Regions from separate parts of the Mus musculus genome. Here region 1 is linked to region 2. A link is a contact called in public promoter capture Hi-C data. All regions are on one chromosome and are shown on one strand. The core of a region is the stretch at or near the end of the contact, and the rest is flanking DNA. Distances in the headings are between cores, read along the strand shown. Region 1 holds the start of Tcp1 (t-complex protein 1). Region 2 overlaps Plg (plasminogen).

What was found. Promoter capture Hi-C pulls out the DNA fragments that hold promoters and counts their contacts.
Region 1: a contact with region 2 is called in a promoter capture Hi-C map of hippocampal neurons, with 2.7 times the contacts expected there. The contact joins the promoter of Tcp1 here to the enhancer-like site in region 2. A contact is called at or near these places in 12 of 39 promoter capture datasets (the 3T3-L1 cell line, 3T3-L1-derived adipocytes, the HPC-7 cell line and 8 more), 2 of 484 Hi-C or Micro-C datasets (cortical neurons and muscle stem cells), 3 of 115 datasets of contacts at active chromatin or transcription factors (the NIH/3T3 cell line, T-cell acute lymphoblastic leukemia and stem cell-derived neural progenitor cells) and 1 of 9 other capture datasets (adipose tissue).

The regions. Positions count from the first base shown.
Region 1 is chr17:12,910,799-12,917,677 of GRCm38.p6, reverse strand. It overlaps Tcp1 (t-complex protein 1), which reads right to left and starts at 1,349. Exons shown (of 12, transcript NM_013686.4): 1 at 1,049-1,349. The coding sequence starts at 1,112. Mrpl18 (mitochondrial ribosomal protein L18) reads left to right here and starts at 1,587. Exons shown (of 4, transcript NM_026310.3): 1 at 1,587-1,731; 2 at 1,854-2,040; 3 at 3,677-3,908; 4 at 5,929-6,323. The coding sequence starts at 1,680. The coding sequence ends at 6,000.
Region 2 is chr17:12,417,776-12,424,737 of GRCm38.p6, reverse strand. It overlaps Plg (plasminogen), which reads right to left. Exons shown (of 19, transcript NM_008877.3): 18 at 5,956-6,101; 19 at 5,354-5,772. The coding sequence ends at 5,611. Slc22a3 (solute carrier family 22 (organic cation transporter), member 3) reads left to right here. Exons shown (of 11, transcript NM_011395.2): 10 at 905-1,004; 11 at 3,241-4,766. The coding sequence ends at 3,301. Among named protein-coding and RNA genes, the nearest start is that of Plg, 43 kb to the right of the region's middle. Within about 2 kb of position 4,752, at least 10 of the 459 cell types and tissues checked have an H3K27ac peak or open chromatin away from gene starts, as enhancers often do. A contact at or near this core is called in hippocampal neurons, where this site is marked.

The DNA of each region.
Region 1 (6,879 bases), core at 100-2,599, 500 kb before region 2:
TGTGGCGGCGCACGCCTTTAATCCCAGCACTCGGGAGGCAGAGGCAGGCAGATTTCTGAGTTCGAGGCCAGCCTGGTCTACAAAGTTGCTTCCAGGACAGCCACAGCTATACAGTGAAACCCTGTGTGTGTGTGTGTGTGTGTGTGTGGGGGGGGGGGGGAATCACTTACTTAAGGACCAGTGAAGGTTAACTATTCTTTTTTCTATTTAGTATTGGTATATCACCGATTGCAAAGATTTTAATGCCTCAAATTATAAGCAATCTTAAGTTCATTCCTTACTACTACACTAGGGGGGAAAAAACCCTTTAAGTTCAGCCTTTCTCTTCAGACTCTGGCAAGTTTAGTAAGAATATTAGATAGTTCACCAGGATAAAGTAGTAGTAATTTCTAAGAGAGTTGTTTAAAAAAAAAAAAAAAGCACAACACAGAACACGGTTCCTGCAAGGGAATGCTTTCAAGAACAAATTCAACCACAGCAAACCACGTGCTTACTCGTATTAAAGTTAACCACGATAAAGGCAGCTAAAAGTATCGCTTAATAACGTTCAGTTTGCATTCCGTTACGTTTTACTGGGGGAGCAGCTGTCACCTGCAGATTCTGGGCATCCAAGAACCAGACCAGGGAAGGGAAGCAACGCAAAAGCCACCTAGATTCTATGAGCATCTTCTCAAGGGCCAATGGAACCGGTGAAAGCTACTCTTTTCTGGCTATGTCAGAGGTGCTCCAACCGGCTTGGAACCCAACAAAGGAGCAGAGGGGAGTGGCGGAGAAGTCTATCTGGAGCTCCTCTACTAGGTATTGGGGCACGGACGCCCACACCCATCTTGAACGCCTCCCCCAACCGTGTGCATTCTCGAACATTCTTCCCTTACACGGTAGGGCGCAATGGCGCCGAGCCGGCCGCTAGTGAGGGCGGATCCGGGATGGCTGGGCTTCTCCTGAAGGAACTTCACTGGGCCCGGCGGACAGCCCCGGCCTACGGACTGCGGCTGGGCTTCGGCCTGCGCCGCCGCGAGCTGGACCCTTACCATTCTCTCGCCCTTACCATTCTGGGAGCGGACCGCCTCCCCAGTGCTGCGGTCCCCGAACACGGACAAAGGACCCTCCATCTTCAGGAAACGAAGCAAAGCTCACTACGGCCGCAGACAACCGATAGCTCCGCTCTGAGACCGTTTAACGGCCACCACGGCGGGGACCACGGCGTGGAAAGGCCCGAGCGATGCCGCGGGGCCTGCTGGGTAACACGCCCTGCGCGCTCTCCACGCTCCACCAACCGCAAGGTCTGCCGGGAAAGCGGTAGGGATTGACAGACGAGGGCTGGGCGGGGCGAAAAACTGAAAACGCCGGAAGTAGGGGGCTGCGGGACGCTGGGTCAACTAGAGACAGTAGAAGAAAGGCGCGAAAGTGGAAAACGGAAGTCAGGCTCTTGGCCACGGCTAGCGTGTCCCGCCCTCCGCCTCAACGTCTGCGGTGATTGGTGAGCCAGGGATACCGATCGCTCACTCGGCCACTCAGCACCAGGGAGCTTGTTAGTTCCGGGTCCTTGAGACACCGAGGTACTGCCGGCCCTTGTAGCTTTACCCACAGTTAACATGGCTGCGACTAGTTGTTCCCCGAGACGACCCTGAGCAAAGGAAGATAGGGCACTGTGTGACTTTGCCCAGGTCCCGTCAGCCATGGCGCTTCGGCCGCGGTTCTGGAAATGTCTGTCAGTTTGCAGGAAACTGGGTAACTAATCTCGCCCCACCTCCTTGCCTGCGCTCTGTGCACAGTACGTGTGCATTTGCAAATGCGATTTTGTACCTGATGTGGGAAAGTGAAAGATGCATGTGATCTTTTTCATTTTCTAGAGTGTGGGTTCGCAGCCCTCTCAACCAGTTCCGTGCCGGCCGTGCAGCCCGACGTGGAGAGTAAGGAAAACGAAGCGGTGGCCCCGGAGTTCACCAACCGGAACCCTCGGAATCTGGAGCTCTTAGGGGTAGCTCGGAAAGAACGGGGCTGGGCTACCGTGTGGCCTAACCGTGAGTTCTGGCACAGGTAATTAAAGTCGGCTTGTGACTGACTAAGCTGTGCTTAGCACCTTACCAATTTCACCAATCCCCTGACTGATCCTGCCAGGTAAGCCTCGGGATGTGTCAGGAAGATGACATGTGGGTAGAAAGCGACCTTGGAGCAAGCAACTAGTTAGTTGCCTTGAAGAAAACTTAAACGGTAATTTGAGAATAAGCGGCTATGTCCTGAGGCCTCTCTGAAGGTGACATGTCAAAAAGCTGAGATCTAAAGGACAGGAAGCCGCGAAATCATTTGCCATGAAGGCTATTCTAGCAAAGGAGGCTAGGAGGCTGGGATTGAGTGTCTGGAACTGACAGGCCTGTGTACCTACCTGTTCAGTAAGTAAAGGTGTGTGTGTGTAAGCTGTTACAGAATAGAGTGCTAAGTAGAATTAGTTATTAGCGTGCACATTAGGGTAAAGTTTGAGCCTTAATGATTTTTTAATGGGGGGAATAAAGGTTAAAAGTTCATTAATAGAAACATTTTATGAAATACATTTTAAAATTTGTATTCATTTAAAGCACTTACTGAGTTCACTGAGGACCCAGGCAGCTTACAATGGTCTGTAATTCCAGTTCCCAGGGATCTGACACCCTCTTCTGACCTTGGCACACAGCGATACATTCCCAAAAATAATCATACACATGGAAATAAATGTTAAATTTTATTTTGGGAGAACTACGCAGTTTAGATGAGTACCTTCATCACACAAAGCAAGTGCTTTACCTCTGAACTGCACTCCCCAGCCCCAAGATGGCTACTAACTGAAAGCATTGGATTTACAAGCAGTTATGCTAGATGCTTTAAATGTATGTCTTTTTTTTTTTTTTTTTTTTTTGGCTGGCCTCAAACTCAGAAATCCACCTGCCTCTGCCTCCCGAGTGCTGGGATTAAAGTCATGCGCCACCACGCCCGGCTGTATGTCTTTTTTTTTTTTTTTTTTTTAATTTAACTTTTTTTTTTTTTAAGACTTATTTATTTTGTGTATGGGTATACACTGTCTCTGTTTTCAGACATACCAGAAGAGGGCATCGGATCCCATTACAGATGGTTGTGAGCCACCATGTGGTTGCTGGGAATTGAACTCAGGACCTCTAGAAGAGCAGTCAGTGCTCTTAACCGCCGAGCCATCTCTCCAGCTCTTAATTCAACTATTTAAACTACATTATTATCATTGTAGGGGTTATCTTTTTACGGTGGTTATTATTTTTGTTACAGTGGGATTTTTCTGGTTTTTGTTTATTTGGTTGGTTTTTTTGTAATTACACATTTTTATTGTTGTAAGTACACTGTCGCTGTCTTCAGACACAGCAGAAGAGGGCATCAACAAATCCCATTCCAGTTTGTTTTTATTGTTTTTTTTTTTTTTTTTTCAGTTGATTGGTATGTGCATATAGTCACAGGTTCATGCATATACCGCATATACTTAGATCATGGTCCACCTTGTGAGCCCTGGGGGTTGAATGCAGGTTGTTGGCCTTGGTAGGAAGCATCTTTACCCATTGAACTGTCTTAACAGTGGGCTCACCAAATTCTTGAAGAACACGTAGGCGTTTATTCACCTTAAGTGGCCCAACTTTTTGTTAATAGATTGTTTTATAACTCTTTTCTCCCCGTTTAGGTTGCGAGTTGTAAAGACTCAGCATCACGTAGAAGCATTTGTTGAGCATCTTAACGGCCAGGTTGTTGTTTCAGCATCCACTCGAGAATGGGCTATTAAAAAACACCTTTATAGTACCAGAAACGTGGTGGCTTGTGAGAGCATTGGGCGAGTGCTGGCACAGCGGTGCTTAGAAGCAGGAATCAACTTCATGGTCTACCAGCCCACCCCGTGGGAGGCGTCCTCAGACTCGGTACTTGTATTTCTATGTATTTACTTAAAAGGTAAACATTCGGCTAGGAATGGTGGTGCATGCCTTTAATCCCAGCACTCGGGAGGTCTCAGAGGCAAGAGATCTCCATGGTCAAGGGCAGCTTGGTCTACAGTGTGAGTTCCAGGAATGTCAGGGGTACACAGAGAAACCCTGTCTCAAGAAACAAAAAAAGAAAGCAGAAAAGAAACAAAAATTTGGTGTGGTATGGTAGAAGCAGATCTCTTGAGTTTAGGACCAATCTGGTCTACCAAGGAAGTTCCATCTAGTTGGGGATATATAGTGAGATCCTGTTTAAAAATAGAGGGGGTGGGGGAACAAGATCAGTTGTTTTTGGTGACAAGGGTCAATAATTCCTGCTGTCAAGAGGTTGACTTGGAAGAATCTCAAATTCTAGGCTTGCCTGAATAACTTAGTAAGACTTTGTCTCAGAATTTTAAGTGGGAAGGCCAGGAACTGCAAGTTATTCATTGGTAATGCATGCTGGAGGCTGTTTCATCCATGATACACAGAAGGTCCAGAGCTGGGGGCACAGCTCTGAGAGCGCCGCTACCTTGCGTGTGTAATCTCTAGCAACACGCAGAGACGCCAGAGAGTTTTGGTTAGTTCTTGGTGTTAGGTGTGCTTACATTATTTTCTTGAGGGTATTCTACATGGTGGGCCTTGGCTGGATCCTGTGACATTTGGTTTTTGCAGTAGTCCATAGGAGTTTGTGTTCCCATTCTCTGTACAAACTGAGGTCAGTCGGTATTGCAAGTTGGTATTGCTGGGTGACTGAGACCCGTTAGTCCAGGATGTTAGCACTGCACTTCCTGTTGTTATACTGGCATCTTTTTTTTTTTTTTAAGATTTATTTTATTTTTTTATTTATATGAGTACACTGCAGCAGTCTTCAGACACACACCAGAAGAGGGCATCAGATCCCATTACAGATGGTTGTGGGCTACCACATGGCTGCTGGGAATTGAATTCAGGACCTCTGGTCGAGCAGTCAGTGCTTTTAACCATTGAGCCATCTCTCCAGCCCATATACTGGCATCTTGTTGAATATGCTGATCCCTGATATCTTTCCATTTCCTTTTTCATATGTGTTTTATTAATTTTTATATCATATATTACATCTTGATGGCAGTTTCCCCTCCCTCCTCTTCCCAGCCCAACATCCTCCACCCCTTCCTTTTCCATTTCTCTTCAGAAGAAGGCAGGCCTCCTAGGGATGTCAACCAAACATGGTATATCAAGTTGCAGTAAGACTAAGCACCTCCCCTCATACTAAGGCTGGACAAGGCAGCCCAGTAGGAGGAGGAAAGGGTACCAAAACTAGGCAGAAGAGAGACAGCCCCCTTCCCACTGTTAGGAGTCCCATACGAAGACCAAGCTATACAAGCAGAACATAAAGAAGGGGGCCTAGATCAGTTCCACGCAGGCTCCCTGATGGTTCGGTCTCTGTGAGTCCCTGTGGGCCCTGTTGATTCTATGGGTTTGCTTGGTTCCTTTATTTCTCTGGTCCCTACAATCCTCCCTCCCACCCCTTCTTCTTCAGGATTCTCCACAATCTGCCTAATGTTTGGCTGTGGGTCTCTGCATCTGCTTCCATCAGTTGTTGGATGAAGCCTCTGATGACAACTATGCTAGGCTCTTGTCTGCATACAATAGAATATTATTAGGAATCATTTCATTGACTTTTTTTTTCTTTGGTCAGACATGGTTGGTTCCATCCTAGGTCTTGGTCCAGCCTCTGGTTTCTGGCCCTCCAGGCAGTGTCAGGGGTAGGCTTCCTCTCATGGCAGGGGTCTCCTGCTGGACCAGCCATTAGTTGGCTACTTCCCCAGTTTCTGCACCTTTACCCCAGCATCTATGTTCTTAAGATCAGTCAGAGAAACACATATGTACCCTGGGAGGTCAGTGGTTTCTTTGTCTCTTGGAAAACAAACCGATTTTCAGGTTTTTTTGGAGGCTGACAGTGTTTCCTTTTTTTTTCTCTTCTCGATCTCCAAACTAGATAAAACGTTTACAAAATGCCATGACAGAAAGTGGCGTGATGCTTCGGGAGCCTCGAAGAATCTATGAATGAAATAGAAGTGTTAACTGTTGTTGGCAGTGTAATATAAAACTACCATCTACAGCCACCAAAGGAAAGCATCTGCATTAAAAGGAAGAAAGGAAGGAAGGAAGAAAAGAAGGAAGGAAGAAGCATTTGGAAGGAGAACCAGACTGAAAGCTTCAGAGCAATAATGTGACTGAAAACTTATTTAAAGTTAGCTTCTTTCCACTTCTGTGTGTGCTTGTGTGATTTCATTGTTTTAATCAAGGGCTTAAGGTGTCCTCATTCTTGGACATGAGATGTATTTAAGGAAAGTAGTCACTATTCAAAGAACAAATTAAAGTGTTTATAACAAACTGTGAACCCTTACTGTGTTGTGCTCTGTAAACACCCGGTGGCTACAGGGCACGAGTGGAGTTCTGTGAAGCACTGGCCGGCAGGGACGGTTCCTGGCTAGTCATGGGGAAGGAGGATTGTTTGCTGCCCGGGATGTGGGCTGGGCTTGTTTGTTTTGTTTTTAATGTCAGTGCAATTGTAAACTCAGAAATAATATGTGGAGATAATATCACACGTGCCTTCTAGTCACCACCCCCCCTCCCGGACTCACCCCCTAGTGATTTCAGGCATATCTTAGAGAGGAAATGAGTGTGAGGAGCAGCCAATGGGAGGTGGGAATGATGGGTTACTTTGCCTTTAAGTGGGAATTCAAATGTGACTGTAGAAAATGCTTTAGAAATAATCACACAAGTGGCTGGAGCGATGGCTTGATGTGATTAGGAGCACTCACTGCTCTTGGAGAGGATTTGCATTTGGTACCCATGACCCAGAGAACAGCTCACAGCCAGCACTACAGTTCTAGGAATCCCAACACCCATTTCTGGCCTCGGCAGGTACTGTGAACACGTAGTG
Region 2 (6,962 bases), core at 3,503-6,002:
GCAATGAAGTTAGGTTAGGTGGCTTGAAATGTGTGCACAGGACCATTGACACCACAGGAATGAGCACAGCAGTGTTAGCTCTGTATTTTCAGGATCCAGATGTTAGCATTTACCTGCACATCTGTTAGTCTATGATGAGGGAGAAGAAATAGCCAATGCTCTTTCCAGAAGTTCATGTGTAAAGATAAAGAACAGCAAAGAGAGGAGATTATCAGGGGGTGATGTGAGGCTGGGGGCTCACTGAAGAGGGTAAATGTGTTTGAATGCTTCTGAGGATAGACTGAGGGTGCCTGGGATATGGGTTAAACACTCTGTGGGCAATCCCCAAAGACAGGCATAGACAAGGCTTTACCCTGAGGCAGAGGCAGAGGCAGAGATCTTAAGTGTAATGTGACAGGAAGGTCACCAGGAGTGAGTACAGCTAAGCTCCAGGGCTGAGAAACAGAGGCAGAGGGGGCTCCTGTCCACCATCTGCCTTCTCAGTGAATGGAAGAGACCTGGAGTGGCTCGTTCTTGCCAGGTGCTCTGTAAGCTCAGTCATATATCACAGGCAGCCTCACAGCCAACACGGTGGCACCTAAAGACTGTATCACCCAGTGATGTCATTGACGTCTTAGTTTATCTGCATCCACATCATGGTGGTGACACAACAATGATAGCGCCACATTTCTCAGCATGTGTCCCTACCACATGTGTCACCCGAGTGACCCTCAGTATACACCAAGAGCACAGGGACCATGAGCTGTGCAGAACTGAGGAAGATGAAGAAAGGTTGAAAGGCCGGAAATCTGGTCATGGTGAACCATGGAATGAGTTTGTTGGAGGCAGGTAAGGGCACAGAGTGAGCATCAAGGCGGGAAGGGTGTGTGTGTGTGGGTAGTTATGCCTCTCCCTCATCCCGCAGGGATCCTGGCGTCTGTCTGTGGTGGCCTCGTGATGCTTTTGCCTGAAACGAAGGGCATTGCCTTGCCGGAGACGGTGGAAGACGTAGAAAAGCTTGGCAGGTACTGCACAAGATTCAACATTTCCTAGACGGGAGCATCTTGTTAAGCCAGGGGGCATTGATTATCCACAGGGGAAACGACATTAAGTCTTCAGATAGTACCTTAAAACAGTTAAAAGATTAAACGGGTTAACGTGAGAAGAACGTGAAGCTATAAAAAGAATGGGGGCTATTTTTAAAATGTGGCTGAGGAGTGTTCCCTAGTAAGGTGTTAAAACTCAGAAGTGATTTAAACCAGGGGCTGGGGATGAGCCATGGCAAAGCTCAGATGTGCACCAGAAAAATGGCAGCACATAAGGGTACGAACTACCCTCCAAAATGGAAAGAAGTGGCCCCTGTCCCCACAGAATGACCCGGATGCTCCTCAAGCTTCATTATCAAGGGAAACAAAAAGCCCAGGAATCTGTCTCTGTAGACACACGGGGACATATATGACAGACGGAAGGAAGCTAGCGACAGATACACGGGGACATATATGACAGACGGAAGGAAGCTAGCGACAGATAGGAACAAAGGAAGATAGACAATGGTACATTGAAATTTGATGAAGAGATAAGACAATGGGTAAATGATTACTAGATAAATGCATAAGTTAGAAATAAAGATAAGAAAGACACAACAGACACATCTGTGATAAATAAGGAGTTGGTAGGTAGGTAGACAGACAGACAGATAGGCAGACAGCAGGAGAGAAAGAAAGAGATCAAGTTCTGGAGGGAATAGCTATATTGTTTTCTGGTTATATATGGGTTAATTTCTAACCAATACATAAATTTGAAGAGTTATATTTACAAAAAAAATATCATGCATGCTTTTTTAAAAAACCATTTCCTCTGAAATCTATCTCAATAGAAAGATAGAAACAAGAATGTGGAATGATTTTTAAAAATGATCAAATTGGGGGCTAGAGAAATGGCTCTTGCAGAGGTCCTGAGTTCAAATCCCAGCAACCACACAGTGGCTCACCACCATCTGTAATGGGACCCAATGCCCTCTTCTGGTGTGTCTGAAGACAGCTAGAGTATACTCATATTCATTAAATGAATAAATAAATCTTTTTTAAAATGATCATATTACTTTAAAAATAAGTAACCACTAGTCCCCTCCCCACCCCCACCCCCGTGGAGAAGGCTATGGGAGGGAAGGGCATGGATGGGAAGGCCAGTCTCTTTCTGTAATGTAATTCTGTAGTGTTTGATTGGTCTCAATTAGATGATGTTATTTGCATAATTAAAAATAATATAGTGCTATATTAAAGTAAAATATATTAAAGGCAAGTAGCTAATCTTAGTGAAGCAGAAACTAAGGGTAGACATCTAAATTTTAAAAGTTATCAAACATGAATTTTTTTAAAGATTTGTTTATTGTATTTATGGGTGCACTGTAATTGTCCTCCACCAGAAGAGGGCACCAAATCCCACTACAGATGGTTGTGAGCCACCATGTGGTTGCTGGGAATTGAACTCAGGACCTCTGCAAGAGCAAATGGTGCTCTTAACCGCTGAGCCATCTCTCCATCCCAAAACATGTATTTTTAAAAGACTAAATTGTGGTCATCTCAGAGGGTTTTTTCCCCCCTTTTGGGGGGAAGAACATAGGCATTGATATTTTAAAATATCTATGTGCTTCATGGTTTTAACATATGCTCTTTCATTTGATACTCAGAACAATTTTGTGAAATAGAAATGTTTTTATCCTCACTGGGAAATCATAAAGGCTTTACAGCATATAACTGCTGGGCTTATGTGTGCCTCACTTAGGCCAGGGTTATGGGTCAACAGTAAGAAGGAACTATGTGCTCTTCATTCTTAGCCTGTGAGGCATCCTGCTGTCTGTGCTCTGCATTCTTCCCTGTGGGGCACCCTGCTCTCTGTGCTCTGCATTCTTCCCTGTGGGGCATCCTGCTCTCTGTGCTCTGCGTTCTTCCCTGTGAGACATCCTGCTTATGTCTGCCTAGTGGTTCTTAACCTTCCTGATGCTGCAACCCTTTAAATACAGTTCTTCATGATGTAGTGACCCCCAACCACAAAAGTATTTCGTTGCAACGTCATAACTGTAATTTGGCTACCATTTTGAATTGAAACTGATATGCAGTTGCTCTTAGGTGATCCCTGTGAAAGGGTCTGTCAAGCCCCCCCACCCAAGGGGTCATGATGCATAGGTTGTGAACCGCTGTGACCTTAAGTCATTGTATGATCTTTCACGAGACCTTTCCCTGTTTGCCTTTGTCTCATCAGTTCACAGTTGCATCAGTGTGGCAGAAAAAAGAAAACCCAGGTTTCTACTTCTGATGTCTGAGGCCCCTGTGTTGCCTGGAGGACCAGAGAAGACTGGAATATGCCTGTGCAGTGTGCTTCGCCTCCTCTAGGTGGCGCCCTTCCAAGGAACCGTAAAGATTTCGGAGTATTTTATAAGGTATAAGATGAAGATTTATCATGCTGCCCAAGCTTCGGGGAACACATAATCTTGGACCTGTTTCATGAAGACCCAGTAGGTACCCGGATTCTGGCTAGGTTCTCATTCAGCAAGTCTCTCACCCATTAGGTAAGGAGAGATGAAAAGGCCCCAACCAGTTCTCCAGTTCTCAGGACAAGACAGTACCATCCAGGAAGCAGGATGAACAAACCAAGGCCTGGCACGTGTCCAGAAGTGCGCTCAGCTGATCTGATCAACACACCGCAGTGAAGAGTGTTCTGAAGAGTCTGAGAACTGCTATTTCTTCCCTTGAGCTCCGAATACAAGCCTTCGCAGGGCCGACATGTCCGGCGCTGCTCCCCTCCTGTCTCCTGCAGGTGCTGAGGTCCCAGATCCCAGGTTAGGCACAGCTCCTTAAATGCAACACAACAGAGGACCTGGCTGTGGTATTGTGAAGTCATGCTGCAGTCCCCAGGCCCCAGATATTTCACCACCTCCTTCAGAGGACCACTGTAATCACAGGCTCTTTATTGAGGAAGAAAACAAAGCACGGATTTGGATTTCCCAGGTCTTAGAATTTAAAAAGTAAAGGGATAATTATGTCATATTTGTGAATTCCGTTCCAGGGGTGCCTGTGACTGAGAGTCCAAAGCACAGACTTTTTTCATTCCATCTTCGCATTTTTGACTTGTCTTGGGAGGAAAAACAAAACAAAAAACAAAACCAAATACATTTGTTGCCACTTAATGATAAAAGTCAATTGTATTCAAACTTAAAAGAATTAGCAGCCAATTTGACTTGTAAGTGTTGGAGGAGATACTAATGAGGAACTGGACTTTTTCTTTCTTTCTTTTTTTTTTTTTTAATCAAGCCTTCTGGAGCAGAGACTCAAATGTAAACACAGTATTCTATATGGTGTGCAGTTCTTGGTTTATTTTCAAACTCGGTATGTATGTTAGGCTGACTGTGTCTTAAACTTCAAACTCAGTGTGGACAGGCAAAATTAGCATCAAAGAGAAACCTTGCCAATGTGTGTGGGGGGGTGGGGGGAGGAACTATTTCACTTGTGGAGAGCATACTATGTTTGCAACACTGGAGAAGATGTGTGTGACTGTTAGACAGATGTTTAATCATAAAGCACAGGAGAACGGAGTGTGATGCTCAGTTCCCCAACAGCCTTTGGGGTATTCATTGCCACACCCACTGTGTACACAGGCGTTTGTGGCCCGGCTGCCTGCGTGTTTCGTGGCTGTAGCACGGCTCTTGTCCACCCTGCTGCCTTTGGATTGCATTTCAAGTTGGTAGTTCTGTTTCATAACAATAAACGATTTTTAAACTGTTTTTAAAAATATCTATCCTTTCTCCTCCCTCTGAACATGTGCCACTGTCAAACACTATCCCACATAACATGTGTGTGTTGCTTACTGTCTCCAAACTGGGAAATAACATCACTTCGATGGTGGCTTGTTGCTCCTTTATGGGCTCCCAGCACTCCCTGTTCGTGGACTCGGATGTGACCTACAATACCGTTCAGACTCTCGGCTGGTCTTATATTAGGTTTCCCTCACCTAGCCTATGCCACGACTCAGCTACACATCCTGGGATCTGGGCTGAAGCCCAGTCGTCAGTACCAGAATAGAACTCAGTCCCCTGACTCCCCGTACATGCGGCAGCTTCCAATATTCTCAGTGTCAGAAAGGAAGACGTTGAAGACGTATGTCAGGCTGTCGTTAGCTGATGAGGTCAATGTACGAGGGACTCGCCAAGACTTTCAGTTCTCCTCTCGGTGACCCTATTGTCTGTTTAGTCCTTCGTGAAGCTGGCCCTTGGGAAAACAAACTGAATCACTTTCAGTCGGTTGCTTTTAAATTGTTAGGGTAAACAGAGAATATGAAAATATTGAAGACTTCCCTTCCCCAAAAAACCAACTCAGATCAAAGTAAGTATCGAGTTTATTTTCAACAAAGGTCACAGCAGTGATGGTCTATTGTCACAAAATCCAGAAGTCCACAGACAGGAAAATTTTACCCACAATAATACAAAAAAAGGGGAGGGGCTGAGGGGCGACAGGAAGCTGTGGTTCAGTGTAGTGTCCCAGTTTGATTACTGTCAGTTTTTCCAAACACCCTAAGCCCTCTCCCCATATTCAGTAAGCTTTAGTAAGCAGAGGTTTTGCTCGGCCTTCCACCTAGTCAGTTATTCCTCATCTCCCTTTCAATCCAATCAACAAACCGTGAGACACGAACGTAGACACCAGGCTTATTGGGGCGAGCACAGCCAAGACCCCAAGAAGTGACTCCTTGTAAAATGTACTTGTCCTTCTCGAAGCAAACCAGAGGTCCTCCACTGTCGCCCTAGATGAGGGAGGGAAGAGTCCATATGAGAAGTGAGCTACACCGGTATATTATGGGAGGCTATCTTTGTGTTGTCTCTCTGTGGGATTCCTCCGCAGGCCATGAGTTGTCAAATCCTCTCAGACTGAAAGTCCAAGGGGCAGAGACGTGTCAACCCAAGACCATCTCGGTCTCTTCTCTTACCTGGCAGCTGTCGACGCCACCAGCCAGTTGCCCGGCACAGAGCTCCGTGGATTTGACTCTGTTGTTCAGATACTCGACGCGGTTGCACACCTTGTTCTCAATCACAGGCAGCTGAGCCTCCTTGAGACGACCGGCACCGAAAGTCCCTGTGATGATCAGTAGAGATGCAATTAAACAGGGTGCCCAGGAAGCTTCCAGAATGACACAGCAGCAGGTATAGATCTCTCATTTGTGTGGTTGTGTGGCACAGGGAGACACTGTTAACACCTATGAGCCCTTCAAGTTGTGAGCGTTACACACCATGTTAAACAGGGTTCCCAAAACCTGCTGCAGCATTCCGGCTTCTCCATGGCATTTGCAGCTTTGCTATTTGTCCACATATTATTTCCAGTTTAAAACAAAAGACAAATACATTTGAAGAGAGGGGGCTTTAAAAGCTCAGTTGCTACTATTGTAATGTGTTCTTTTTCAGGCTTTCTATACTTTATTTACACCTATATAATACTGCTCCATTTTAAATCCCTCCCCCACCTGCTCATTATAGCATAAAGGGGGATGGGGGTAGGGCGGGCAGAGACCAACCTCAGGTGTCATTCATTCCTCAGGCACTGCCCACCTTCCTTTTGAGACAAGGACTCTCTCTGACTTAGATCTTACCACATAGGCTAGGCTGACTGTCCATCAAGCCCTAGGGACTGCCCTTGTCTCCACCTCCCCAGCACTGGGATTACAATGGGGCTACCATGTCCAGATCGTTTTACCGTACATGGGTTCTGGGGATCCAATGCTGTTTTCCACATGGACACAGCTGAGACTTCTCCATATTTTCAATGGAAAAGCCTATTTTCCAATTTGGCAAGCCCCATTTGCAAGGTAAGCAATTTACCATAAGAACAATGTGTGTGTGTGTGTGTGTGTGTGTGTGTGTGTGTGTGTGTGTGTGTGTTGGGCACCACTCCTTGAGATGATGTGTGAGCCCTAAGGATCCACATGCTTCCACCTCCCTG